2 separate regions of the Sus scrofa genome follow, and region 1 is linked to region 2. The links are chromatin contacts, called in public Hi-C maps. All regions are on one chromosome and are shown on one strand. The core of a region is the stretch at or near the end of the contact, and the rest is flanking DNA. Distances in the headings are between cores, read along the strand shown.

Evidence for each region. Hi-C and Micro-C count contacts between places; a contact is called where the count stands out from the background.
Region 1: a contact with region 2 is called in a Hi-C map of omental adipose tissue, with 2.4 times the contacts expected there. A contact is called at or near these places in 1 of 5 promoter capture datasets (liver), 27 of 47 Hi-C or Micro-C datasets (adipose tissue, alveolar macrophages, blood and 14 more) and 1 of 2 datasets of targeted methods (alveolar macrophages).

What each region holds. Positions count from the first base shown.
Region 1 is chr5:8,651,933-8,659,019 of Sscrofa11.1, forward strand. All of the region lies in intron 6 of CACNA1I (voltage-dependent T-type calcium channel subunit alpha-1I), which reads right to left. Among named protein-coding and RNA genes, the nearest start is that of CACNA1I, 47 kb to the right of the region's middle.
Region 2 is chr5:8,323,985-8,330,850 of Sscrofa11.1, forward strand. FAM83F (protein FAM83F) reads right to left here. Exons shown (of 5, transcript XM_005663777.2): 5 at 1-1,474. The coding sequence ends at 1,425. Among named protein-coding and RNA genes, the nearest start is that of TNRC6B, 16 kb to the left of the region's middle.

The DNA of each region.
Region 1 (7,087 bases), core at 3,334-5,833, 330 kb after region 2:
TCCTGGCCCAGCGCAGAGGCTCAGCCAGTATTTATTGAATGACTGCTCATGAATGAATGATGTGATAAGTCATGGGGAGGGAGTGGAATGTTGGAGAGGGGAGGATGGAAGGAGGGTGACAAGGAGAATGGTGGCCCTGTCCAGACTTTTATTTATTCCAAGGGTGAAGGCTGAGGTGGTTATTAACAGGGGTAATTATTTGGCATTTGCATCACAAGCTCTTCATGGCGTGATTTCCAATCAATAATTAATGCCCACCCTCATCCTCCCTCCGCACAGAACTAGGTCAGCCTCCTCTTGGGAAAGACAGTGGGGCTCCCGGGCAGGCTCCTGTTCTCTGGTTGAGAGCAAGCTGGGGTGAGTGAAGGCTCAGTACCCCGCCTCCCCACACCCGCCTCCCCAAGGCTTGGCCGTGGGGTGTGCCGAAGACGGAAGCAAGAGAACAGAGCAGGCACCCTGTAATCCAGCCAAAGGTTTAGTCAGCCAGTTGCAAGCTTTTCTGGTGTGCCATCATTCATTCATTCATCAAACCCTTATAAATACTGCTGCATATCTGGCACAGTGCTGGACACACCATTTTTTTACCCCCTCAGAGCTTGCGGTCTACTAACAGGGGGACAGGGGACCACAGCGTTGGGAAAAGGACGATGCCAGGGGAGTGAGGGCAGCTCCGGGCGTAGACCTGGAGGGGCTGACTTGAGCTGGGCGCTGCAGGACGACAGGAGTTGTGGCAAAGGCACAGAGGCGTGACCGTTCAGAGAGGGCATCCAGGCCGTGCTGGGGGCCACTCTAAGGAGAGCTGGCTGGTCAGGGAGGCCCCTGGATGGATTTCTAAGCAGGCCATGCCCTTGATCAGCTCCGGGCTCTAAAGGGGAAGGAGCAATCCCGGAGGTCAGGACAGAGGCCCGGAGGCAAGCAGGGCGGGCCAGGCAGCAGCAGCTGTGAGAAGGGGCTGGATCCAAAGGGCCTGGAAGAGGTGGCTCCGCACAATCCCAGCCTGGCTGCTCCCTGCCTGCTCCCCAGGGCCCCCGCCTTTGTTGCTCAATTAATTACATTTCCCAGTTCTCCCGGATATTGAAATTCTGAAAGGCTCCCGAAAACCTGCCTGGCTGGCTTCCCTGAATGGCAGCCCGGTCCCTCCTCCCCTCCTGCCTCCCTCTGCTGAGCTGGGCCCAGCTCACTTCACAGGCCCCCCTGGGGCCCAGGGAGTCCCAGGGCCACCGAGCCAAGGCATCATTAGCTAATTAGGGCCTCTGAGCGAGCGCACCACTTCCTCGCCAGGGGAAAGGGGCCGCGGGATTAGGGAGCCACGGAGGACCCCGAGAGAACCCAGCTAATCCTCCTTTTACGCCACAGTCAAGTACTTAGCAAAGGCAAGTCCAACAGTCCCACTCGGCCCTCAGCTCCCCTGGCGCTGGGTACAGGGGACGGAGAGAGAAAGAGAAACAGGAAGAGAGAGAATTGAGGCAGAAGAGAGACGATGGAGAGAAAGAGGCAGAAACTGCCTTTAAGACCCGTCACCACCCACCTCGGACCATCCTTTCTACTCATCTCCCTCCATACCTTCCCCAGGCCAGAGCCTCCTCCTCCAGGCAGCCTTCTCTGATTCTCACCCCAGGTAGTCGGGAAGGCCTCCTGCCTCTAGTTCCCCGACGGCTCTCCTTGATCTTACCCAGTTCTGCTCTCCCAGTGTGACTTTTCAGGCCTGCGGCCTCGGCTGGGGACCAGGTGGGCCATGACGGGGGCAGGTTGCAGGTGACCCATGAGTGTGGTTGAGGGCCCTGCTTCCCACCTAAGGGGAAAGGGGGTCCCAGAGTCCTCAGAACAGCCAGTGGAACCTCCACCCTGAGCAGCAGCCAGAGCACCAACCCAAGACAGCACACCGGGGTCGCACACCGGGCCCCAGTCCTGGCTGGGCAGCCTTGAGGCAGAGCTTTGCCCTCTCTGGGCAAGTGGCTTCATCTACAGAAAAGGACAGTGGCTCCTGTCTGGCCTCAGGAATACTCCAAGGCCACTCAGAGGGGGACGGTCCCCAAAGGCAGAAGCCCCCAGCGGCCCATCCTCCCCCAAGGGGAAAGTGCAAATCCATATCCCACCTGCCCTTCTCACAGCCCCCCACCCGTCAGGCCCCGGTCTGTCTCCCCAGCCTCACCTCCCTCAGTCAGACTGCACATGCCCCCAGGAACCCCACTCCCCCCTGCGCACACCCTGCCCCCCCGACACCCCCACTCTCCACCACAAGGGTTCCTGTTACTACCGCGCTGGGGGCAGCGCTGGGTCCACTTCACCAGACAGGACGGGGTCCAGGCTGGAGCTGGACGGACCCACTTCCAGTTGCTAGAAAGCCCGGGCTCTGGATCACCACCGGGCCCCCTCACACCCTCAGAGGGCCATCTCTCCTCCATTTTTAGGCCTTGGCCATATGCTCACCTCTTCTGGTCCCCAGGCTGGGCTCAGGCCCCTACAAGGAGCTGCCTCAGCCCTGCCCTCCCTCCGTCGCAGCTCTTAGTACAGGGTCGGCCTTCACCAGGGCACAACTCTGCCCTCCTCTCCCCCCGCAAACCAGGCGTATGAGGCCCATTGGGATGCTTCGCACCCTCCAGTCCTGCCCAGGGCCTGGCACAGAACGGCCCCTCCAAGGTGAGCAGCGGGATGAATGGAGGAGAGATGGATGGATGCATGGATCCATTCAACAAACATGCAGTGAGGACCCACTATGCGCCAGGCGCTGTTTTAAGCTCTAGGGAAATATCAATTAAAAAAAAAAAAAAGACCAAGTCCCCTGGCCTTGTGAGGCAGACATTCTAGGCCAGGGGAGGGAGGGACATGCAGAGAAACAGCAAACATTATTATAAGTTCCTCATTTATTGGGTGGTAAGTACTAAACAAACAGAAAGTAGGAGTTCCCACTGTGGTTCAGCAGGTTAAGAACCTGACTAGGATCCATGAGGATACCGTTCAATCCCTGGCCTCGTTCTGTGGGTTTAGGATCGGGTGATGCCGTGGCTGCGGCATAGGCCTCAGCTGCAGCTCTGATTTGATCCCTAGCCTGGGAACTTCCATATGCCGCAGGTGCAGCCTTAAGAAGAAAAAAGGAAAAAATGGAGAGACTGGGGAGGAAATGGGGCGTGCCGGTGGGGCGGGGGGGGGTCCCGGCTGGTATAAAATAGGGATCAACGAAGTCCTCATTGGCAGGACGCACAGAACAGACTCGAAGGAGGTGAGAGCGCCAGCCGTGAGGGGCGGCCGGCAGGTGAGCCTGAGACGCTGGCTTCTACTCACATCGAGTGTCGTGGGAGGAGGAGAGGCGTGGTTGGAAGAAGGTTCGAAAGGACCAAGTGGACTCGGTGGGCCAGGGCGGAGCCGGAGGCCCATTAGGGAACACAGCCTGCTGGCTAGTGTACAAATGCCCATGTGTGACCCCAGTGTGTGTGCACACACACACACACACACATCTCTGGAAAGGGGGCCGAGCCTGGGGGCTGCATGGCCGGGAGCCTGACAGTGGCCGTGTGGTGACTGCCTCTGGGGGGCAGCCCCTGCCTTCCCTGGGACAGAAAGGGGGAGCACTGAGGGGGCGCCCAGGTGAGATCCTGCCCCTGCCCAGTGCCCTCTCGGAGGTTGTCAGGGCCAGATGCTGGGCTTCCCGGGACCCTCCAGGCTGGGGACCAGGGCTTCTGTCCATCTGCTCCTCTCCGACCCGCCTGGCCTGGCCCTGCCATCGGTCACCTGCCATCCTGACAATGCACATCTGGCTGGGTCCAGATGACGAGGGCAGCGGACAGAGTCTCGGCTGGGTGCTAGAGACGTTTTGAAGGTTGGACCCGCGGTGGGATGTGGCTGTGGGTGGGAGACAGGAGCCGGGGCAACTCCAAGTGGGGGCCAGAGCTCAGAGGCCTGGAGCAGCCCCCACAGAGATGGGGCTCGCTGGGATGTGTGGAGCCAGGGGTGCCTGCTGTCGCCTGTGTGAAGTCACTTCGTAAGAGCTCAGGGACGAAATGGATGAACAATGAGGTCCTGCTGTGCTGCACAGGGAACTCTATCCAATCGCTTGTGATAGAACACGATGGAAGACGATGGAAGAAAAAGAATGTGTACACATGTATAACTGGGTCACTTTGCTGTAGAGCAGAAATCGACAGAACATGGTAAATCAACTATAATTTAAAATTTTCCTTAAAAAAAAGCTCAGGTGTGGGGTTCAGGAGAGGGCAGTATGGCCTGGAGTGTCATGTGGGTGGCATCAGGTAGAACTCATCTCTAGGTGGCATTTAAAGCCAGGAGCTGGGGGAGATGGATGCCAGGTGGGCAAACTGATGGGGCTGCTCAACCTTATCATCTCTTCTCACCAGGGACCCCCAGCCCAGACCCTCTGCCCTAAGGGAAGCTGGGCAGCAGCCAGGCAGGGCCCCTGGATGGCAGTAGGGGGCCCAGGAAATGGGGGTGCATTTCCTAAGAGGCAGCTCCCCAGGGGTCCAGGGTGCTCTCTGCAGACAGGAGCTGTCAGCGCAGATTAGCACGGCCGCTCTGCCAGGCCAGCTCAAGTAGAAAGAGCCGGACTCACGCCAGCCTCTGCCAGGGGCACAGCCCACAGCCCAAGGAGGGGGGCCGGGCCCCAGGCAAGGGGCGCTGAGGCTGTGGCTGGCCACTGGGCTCCCCTCTCTCTCTGGTCTGGCCAGGTCAGTGGAAGGCGCTGAGTAGCCGGGAGAGGCCGTCTGCTGCTCCTGCCACGGCCGATGCCAACTAATCAGGGCACAGTGGGTGCTGGGAGGCCAGGCCAGGCTGCACGCCTCCGGGCTGCTGAGGACACAGCTGCTGGCCCCAGCCCAGCCGGGGAGGGGCCTGTGGGCTAAAGGGGGGAGCCTCAGTGCCCACCCCTGAGATAAGAAACAATCCCCAGACAAGGACTTGGCACCCCGCACCCACTACCCCAGGGGAGGCCTTGGTGTCCTCCCAAGGCCGTCAGTGCTCACACCCTGCAGGGTGGGCCTGGCCCTGTCCCCCTGAAGGTCCCCACCCCCACTGTGGCCCCTGCTGCCCTCTTATGCATTTTTCAAATGTCCTGTCCCCCTTCCTCTGTGCAGCCTCCTTAAAGTATGTGTGGTGGCCCGTCCCCCCCGGCCCCTGACACCTCCATCACAGCACATGTGCCCCCCGGCCCATAGCTCCGGCTTGAGTCCTCCCTGTGACCCCACCTCTGACCAAAGGCCTGGCTCCATGGCCCCTCAGCGGATGTTACTTGGGATGAATGGACGAAGACACAGTGGTTCCCTCCCCTGATCTGGCGTCCCGTCCAGGAATCACTCCCTCCCCGACTAGCTTCACCCCCCACCCCCACCCCACCTCTCTCTCAGTCCCGGCTGCTCTGTCCTGTTCCCAGGTCAAGTTCTCATCAGATGTTCTGGCCAGATGTTCTCCCATCTGCCCCCATCCCTTCCGAAAGGCAGCAGGCCTGGGGAAACCAGGCCCCTCCACTGTATCTCCCCTCCCCTCCACCCGCCTTCCCTCCCTTCCTTCCCTGGGAGCTTCCAGACCTTTCCTCCATGCTGGGGGCAGGGTGGGGGGGGAGTGGGCCTTGTGTGTGCCAAGAACAGATAGTCTGAAGTCCAAGGTCCTTCTTGGGACCAGAGCCGCCTTCAGCTGCACCCCAAGCCTTAGTCAACAGGCGTGCTCAGTGAAGATGCTGAGATCGTGTAAGCGCAGGTGGAAAGTCCTCCGGCCCCTCTGCCAACAGATGCAGAGCGTGAGACTCCCACGTGATCAGTGTACAGGGTCAGCACCTTCACGGGCCCCTTCTAGGAGCAGGGGTCATGGGGATGTCTTGCTGCCCCACAGCCTGGCAAGGGAGGGCTGGGACCCCGTGGGATGGACAGAAACTGAGGTCTGAGAGGTGGAGCCACTGGCCAAGATCCCAGGCACAAACCCTGGTCTAACTGATCTGGACGCTAAAGTCTGCAGCCCCGATGCTGGGACCCGCCCTCTGCGAGGCAGGCCAGGGCGGGGCCGTTCAAGGGCACCTGTTCTACACCCGGAGCTGCAGGCTAACCCGTGTGGAGGTGTGCGTGCCATCCCCCTTGTGCAGACAGGGGTCCAAAGCAAGAGAAGAATCTTTCCCCGGGTCCTACAGCTAATTAACACAGTTCCAAGAATGGTGGCGGAGCCATGAATCCACGCTCTGCACCAACCCCTGTGTTATCCTCCCTCCTGCCCTGACCTGCCCCCCTCTGGCTGCACAGGGCCTGGCACCACGAGAGCTCTGTACCCCGACAGTGAAAGGCATTCAGAACCAAACTTGGGGGTAGGTGGGGAGACAAGGAGCCTGAACAGTATTACTTCAGCCCACGAGGCCTTTCTGCTTTGACCTCGGATGTGGGCAAGGGTCCTTCCCTGCAGGTGGAGTGGGCAGCCGAGATACCTTTGCACTAAAAGGAAAGGAAGAAGGTTGGGAAAAGGAGCAAAAAGCTCTGACCCAGGGGCTGTCAGCTGGATGGACGGGGCTCTAAAGGTGGGCAGTGGCCTGGGCGAGGCTCGGCCTTCCTGGCAGCGACCCAGCTCCCCAGGCCTCCCTCCCAACCTCCTCTGCAGCCCGGGCCAGGGGGTGCGTGGCCAGGTGCAGATGTGGGCCAGCAGCTCAGACTCAGCTGGCTCAGGCTTTAGCAGCAACTGCCCTAGATTCTTACTGGAGGGAAAAAAAAAAAAAAGCACTCTTCATTTTCAAATGGCTTGGCCAATGGCTTTTGGAAGGCCCTGCAGCTGCCTGAGGGGTGTGTAGGCTGGGTGAGGCCTGGAGTCAGCTGGTGCCAGGAAGGGGCGCTTTCAGAGACAATCCCACCCCATCATGCCAAGGCCCAGAAAGGGATAGTGACTTAGAAAAGGTCACACAGCAAGGAACCAGAGCCCAGTCTCCTGCCTGGCAGCCTGGAGCTTCTTCCCAACCCTCTCCCCACTGCTTCCCTTACCCATCAGTGGTCAAGTGGCCAGGACAGACCTACAGGGGGCGAGGGTGGAGGAACATATTTTATGGGCTTCTGTAAAGAACACCACCACTCCTAGGTGCCCCATGCATCCTGGAAAAAGTCAGAACCAC
Region 2 (6,866 bases), core at 3,832-6,331:
GGGGAGCCAGGTTCACTCTCCCCTCCCCACCCCTCCCATCACTAGGACGCTGGGGCGCCCCCTCTCCCCCTTCCATAGGTGTTGGCAGACAGCCGCGCCCCTCCCCAAGGTGCTGCTGGTGCCCCAGGGTTCTGCTGAAGGAAAGACGAGGGGTCAGGAGCTTGGCTTAGACGCAGGAGGCCGAGAGGCTGAGCGTGGTGCTCGCCCAGGTGCTGCGGCCCTCAGCTCTCAGCGACTGACCACCAGTCCCTGGGCCTGAAGCAGGGCGGGCCGCAGGGCCCGCGTGGGCAGTTTCTCCACTGTCCGCGCAGGAACTTGCGCAGAGCCCTTCCGTCACACGCCTGAAGAGGGGGCACTGTACGGCAGGCTGCTCTTCCTGGCCTGGCATTGTGGCACTTAGGCCAGGTCCCTGTCAGGAGGCCAAGGCTCCTCAATCCTGCCTGACTTTGGCAGGAGGCCAAGGCTGGTCTTTGGCTGAACTGTAACTAGAGAAGGCACGTGAGTCCCGGCTGGTAAAGGGGACCAAGGGCCAGCTCTGGGGTGCAGGGAGGGACACAGGCTCCTGGAGACAGGGCCCAGCCTCCCTCCCCACATCAGGCCGGCTCTCTCTCCCTCCCTGCTTTGGGCTGCAAATCAAGGCACAGGAGGGGAGGGAGCCGCCTCAGGTAAAGGCACTAGGGGGCTCCAGGTGGGCTTGCAGCAGGCAATAGCCTAGGAGGCCTGGACCATTCAGGGTGGAGCCTGCCAGGTGGCGCTGGGTGAGGGAGAGGAGGCCTCGGTGCTGGACTCTCAAATTTGATGCAATGGCACCAAATGCTGCCTCATTCTATTCGGAGTCTAGAGCAGGAGCCTGCAGGGACAGGCCAGGACGGCCACAGCAGCCAGTCCCCAGCCGCCATCCTCACCCACCTCCTGCCTCACGTTCAGAGGCCAGAGCAAGACTGGGTGCCTGGCTCAGAGCCCTGTCCTCGTGCCTTCTATTCCACCACAGCTCTCGGGGGACCAGCAGCACCAGGGAGCCCAGAGAAGGAGAAGGCGGGGCGGGGGGCTGCCCTGGGCCCCCCTCATGTTGAGTGAGGTATGAAGATGTGGGCTCACCCCATCTCAGGGCTGCAGGGCGAGGCTGGCCCAGCGGAGGGAGGGGGCTGGACATAAAGAAGCGTGGACGTTGGTGAGCTTCCCCAGCATGTAAACGAGGGCTGACCCCTGCGCAGCCGCCATGCGCTTGTGGAGGTGTGCAATGGTCCTGAGATGCCGCAGACTCTCACATCTGCGATTCAGGGTCCCTGAGGCCAGGATGAGGCTGCCGGGGCAGGAGGTCAGGAGGGGTCCGATGTGCAAACTGGTGCAGGGTTTGTCCTGTGTTCGCCACAGGACAGGACGGGGGCATCCACAGGTCCTGCCGCAGCAGGCCCGCGTGCGGCTTAGAAGATCACACAATTGCTGGCTTTGGCAGGACTGGGAGTTGTTTTACCTGCAGAGACAAGGGCACCGGCAAGGGAGGGTGTGAGTGAGGTGCTCAATGGACTGGCCGCAGCCCCTCTCCTGTGACCACCCACGCCTCCAGTCTGGGTGCCGGGGCCACTCTCCCTCCCAAGCAGCCGACCTGCAAACCAGGTTAGTAGGGTCTTCGGAGAAGCAAAAGGAAAGATCCCCCCGTCCTGAGCACCTCCGGACCTCTCTGCGCTCCCCTGACCTCGGCAATGACAAGTCCTGACCTCGGCAATGACAAGTCCTGCTGAGAGGCCGTTCACCAGGAGCTGACCCCACATGCAGCCTCACGGCTCACAGGCGCACGCAGTCACCCTCTCCTCAGTCCTCAGGATGGCGGGGCCGTGAGAAGGCATCCTCGGGCCGGCTTCCAGCCCGGGCGGTGGGTCCCCCAGTTCTCAGGGCCAGGTCCTGTCTCAGCTGCTCCACTAGTCAGGCCACCCAGTGGAAGAGGACAAGATGGAGAGCCAGGCCCCGGGGCGCAGACGGCACGCTTAGGGGATGTAGCGTTAAGGCGGAGGATGCAGAGGACACACGTCATTGGGAGGAAAGGCGGGGCGAGAGGCCGGCTCTCCTCTTCCCAGGCCCTTCCATTTACAATCCTCAGCAGAGGCCCCCTGGACTCCTGCCCTGGGACCTGTGGAGGGAAGGGGGCTGCGAGGCTGAGGGTCCACATGCTCCTGGGGCGCTGGCCGCCTGTCTCCGAGGCGACACTGCTGGCTTCTTTGCTGCCAGTTCCTCCCCACTCCAGAGTCATCTCAGACTGCCTTCCTGTATCACCTTGGCTGTGAATTTAATTAAGGTGGCGCCCACCTCCTCTCCTGGGCTGTTAGGCGCTGAACAGGCCTGCAAAGAGCCCTTCCTGGGCGGGCTGCACCATTAACCGCCCCTGTGCAGGGACGCGCTGATGGAGACCAGAGCCTCCTGGAGCTTTGAGAAGGAGGGAGGGGCTGTGGCGACTGTGTCCCACTCCTCCAGGGCTCTAAGGGCCCAGGAGCTTGGGTCGTGCTGAGGCCACCCCTGGTGCAGCTCTGCTGATGGCATGCCAGCCCCCTTGCTGCCAGAGGACAGGCCCTGTGCCGCTTCCTCTCCTCAGCAGCTTGTTCACTGCCTGGGCTTACGAGCAGATGCTGAGTCCTCCCAGAGGCAGGTAAGGAAATCGGTCTGGGCTCCTAAAGCTGGGGAGGAACGTGGCCGGGGCTGGGGCGGCCGGACCTGGGGAGCCGCTTCCTGAGAGGTAGGGCGTGCTTCACACGCTCCCATCGTCAACGAGGCCGGACGGGAGCCTGGAGAGGAGCTTCCTGCTCAGGATGCACCTCCACAGCTCTGGGGGGAGGCCGGGCTGAGGACCAAGCCCTCGCACTCCACCCTTCCTCCTCGGACCCTGCCTGGGAGCACCATGTGGGCGCCCGCAGCAGATGCTGAGGCTGGTCACACCTGCTCAGGTTAACAGAGGAGAATATGACAGCAGCCCCAGATGTCTTTTTTGACAAAGTATGTGTGGCACGGGTGGCCCAAAAGAGGCTCACAAGAGAGAGTCGAGCAACAAACCAGTGAGGTGAGACTGGACGTAGGGCGGGAAGTGGAGGAGAGGGGGCCTGCCGGAAGGGCGGGAGCCTCAGGACCCGCTGGGGGTCAGGACCTGGCTGATCTGGGTCAGGGCGGAAGGAGGTGTGGGGACACTGGTATGGACGGCCATGACAAGGACAGTGGGCTCCGCCTCCCTACAGGTTTCAGGACCTCGCACTCCCCTTTTCTAGAAGATTCTTCCCCTGGATGTCCACATGGTTCTCTCCCTCCCCTCATTCAAGTCTCTGTTCAAATGCCCCTTTGTCAGAGGCCTTCCCTCCATCCCTCTGTAGGAAAGGGTCATTACCCCCCCCCACCCGCCCCCAGCAGGGTATTCACTCCACAGGGGCAGGGGCTGGCTCACTTTGTTCCCCGCTGCCCCAGGAACTCAGCGTGGTGCTTGGCACAGCGGACACTGTGCAGATGCATATTTGTTGAAAGAAATGAATGATCAGGCGGCAACAAGCCACTTAAGGTTTCATACCAATACCAACGACTGGGCATCAGTGGATGTTGATTGGGTAACATCCACGCCCTCACTCACCCAGAGGGTGATGGAAGCCCTGGGGGGGGCCCAAGAGACACCAGCAGGGCAGGGGATTTTGACATCTGCCACTTTGAGTAGGACCGCCTGCCTCTTCTCTAGAGCCGAGCGGGATCAGTCCCTCGGATGCTCACTCAGCTCCCCTCATCTGTGCTGTGTGACCAAGATCTTGGCTGGTGATGGTGCTCAGGCTCGTGGAGTCAGTGCAGCCCGAGCACAGCAGTGGGGGCCTGACCTCAGGAGCGACACTGAACTGTGAAACTTGCTCTGGACAAGACAGCTATTGCGGAGGCTCCCCCTGCAACTGGAGGAGTCCCTTGTGAAGCTCTGAACCCAGAAGCCCCTCCCCAGCTGTCCGTCCCAGACAGGGACCCAGATTTCCAGGACAGTCCTGAGACCTCCACTACTGGGATGACACAGGCAAGTCTGAAGCTCCCAGAGCCAGGAGCCCAGCAGCCGCCCTGCAGCCAGGGTGGCCCATCCACGCAGAAATTGGGGGATTCTGGGAGAGTTCTGGAAAGGCACCTGTGGCTGCAGTCACCTTGGAAAACACTGGGAGCTAAGCATGGGCTCAGGGGCCCTTGGAAAGTGGTGACCCAGAGGCACTCTGGGGCGGAAACGACCCCCTCCTCCTCTCCGTGGGTGGGACAGCGGGGGAGGGTCGGGCATGTTCCAGGCTTCTGGGCCTTCCTAACAGTTAGTGTCCCCACCGTAACATTCCAGAGACCACCTCGCTTTGGGCAAAGCCCTGGGAGGCAGGAGACCACACTGCCCTTTTCCCACTGGTGGCGGTGCGCACAGGGGCTGGTCTCTCTCTACTGCTAAGGTCTCATCTATAAAATGATGGCATCAGGAAGGTGGCTGTGAGCGCTGGGTGAAAGGATTGAGCGCTGAGCCCGCCCAGCACAGGCCAGCAACTGCTACTGAGGGAAGGCCTGTGCCTTTCATCCTCCTCTTAACGGGGCCCCAGCGTATTGGCCGGATCCCGAGAGTTTTCCTCGGGGACCAGCAGGGGCTTCTGGACATCACCTGGAACCTCCACCCCCAACCTGGCAGGCCCCTCCAGGGCGGAGCCTTGTCCAAGCATCATCTAATATGCTGCTCTGAAAACACTTGGGGTGTTTGTTTAAAATGTAGATTCCTGAGCCCAGTCCAGCAGGAGACTCCTCACTGTCTTTTGACAAGGCTCTGCCGTGGCTGCTCTTCTCTGGGGTTGGGATCACTGCCCCAGAGTCCTGAGCTCCAGGATGGGTGTGGGTAGCCAGCTCAGGAAAGGTGCTGACGGCGCCAAGCACAGGAGCAAGAAAAAACCAGAAGGAAAGGGCGCTTGGCTCTTCCACCAGTAGAGGGGGCTGTGGGCCTTCAAACCACCAGGCCGCCCGCGGCTGGATGGCCGGACCTAAAGCAAAGGATTTCCGGAGGTTCTCCCAAGGGCCACACTTGTGTTTGCAAAAATGTACGTGCTGTTTGACAACTATATACTTCTTATCAAGCAAGTTTACAGGCTGTCAGCTCTCGGCTTTTCTATTTTTCACTCTTTCACCTACCCTGTCATTGGCCCGGGTTCTCGCTTGACAAGAGGGCAGCAGAGACAGCAAGGACAAAGTCAAAATCAGAGCTCAAGCTCTAAGGGACCTCTGGAGCCCTCCCTGGCTCAACCCCTCCTCTTCTCAACTGGGAAACAGCCCTGGGGAGACAGAAAGACGTATCTGGGGTACCAGGAGCTGAGATCCATCCCACGGCTGTTCAGACGATGCTCTGAATGTTCACTGTAGGATGGGGATCCTCTCCCTGGGTGGGGGCCCCAAGGTGGTGGCTAAAGTGACTTCCTGCCATGGGACAGTTCCAAGCGCACTAGGATTGCTAGTTCCAGCCTTGGGGACCCCCGTGCACTCGGGACCCTGACCCTCTGGCGCATGGAATCCTACTGATGAGCTCCTGCTGCCCGAGAGGAGGCACTAAGCTGCAGTCAGACATTTGGGAGGCTGGAGGCCACACAGAGGGCCTTTGGGGAAGAGGCTTCTGCTTCTTGCCCTGCCTTTGAGCGAAGAACGTGGCAGGGAGAGGAAAGGTCTCGTTAGGGCCTTGAATTGCGGGCTCTTGGGTGTGGGAGGCCCATCCAGATGCACAGAGGCTGTGCGGCCTGAGGCCACTGTGTTTCTCCTAAAGGATGGAGAAGGAACAGGGCGATCTCGCGGGGCGTCCCTCTATGTGCTGGCTGCCGCCACACTCTGGCGCTCGCCTTTCTCTCCGTTTCAGTCTCCCTCTGGGCGCCAGGCACTCAGGAGAGACGCCTGCACAGGGCACGGCCCCTCTCTGCTTGACTGGCTCCTGGGCACCCTGTGCGAACACTCAGAGGGCAGCAGCAGCGTCAGTGACCATCCAAGTCACCCAAGCAGGGGAACCTGATGCTGAGACTCACCAAAGGAAGCAGGAAGGGATAAAACAATGCCTTTTTGTTTCTATGGAAACAGCACCTCAAGGTGGGGGGGGAGGACGAGAACGCTTCCACTTCACCTCCCGTCAGGACCTGGGCAGCAGCCCCTTTTGTGGTTGGGCTCACCCCTCCCCCCTTCCCTGCCAGGTGTTCACCATGGCAACCCTTCCTCCAAACAAGAGGTGCAGCGCTGCAGCAGCATCTGGTGTTGGGGGAGCCAGGGAGCCCGGGGGGGGCGGTGCGGGTGGGGAAATGGGGCGGGCTGGCTACCCTCCCTCCCTGACAGGACACTACCATTTACTGTGTCCTGGGACCACTTTATTAATTCGCCTCTCTGAGATTCCATCTGCCACCTCCACGGGTGATGTGAGGGCTAAGGAAGAGAGAGAGCGTGCCGTAAAGGACCTGCACACAGTGGCGCTCAATAAATGCTTCCTGGCCAAAGCAGCTATAGCACTGGCACTCCTGCTGCATCCAGGCCTGTCCTAACTTTCAGAGACTCAGTCTAAGTGCTATGGCAGGGCTGGGGAATCAGTGGAGGAGAGACAATTGTGATCCTTGCACTCCTGCCACGTCAGATCAGAGCTGGGGCTTTAGGGGACACAGAAGGCCTGGAAGCACTCAGGCTGCCCAAGGCAAGGCCCCGCCATCACTGCTGGTCAGCCAGGGAGCCCAGACGCACTGCTGCAAAGCCCCCCAGCCCTGGAGGAAGAAATCCCAACCTGGAAACTGGTTCAGTTCAGAGATGCTGACTTGAGAAAAGTCCCAGCAACGGCCCTGGCTGTCACCACCAGCCAGAAAGGCCTACTCTGGAGACTGTTCCAG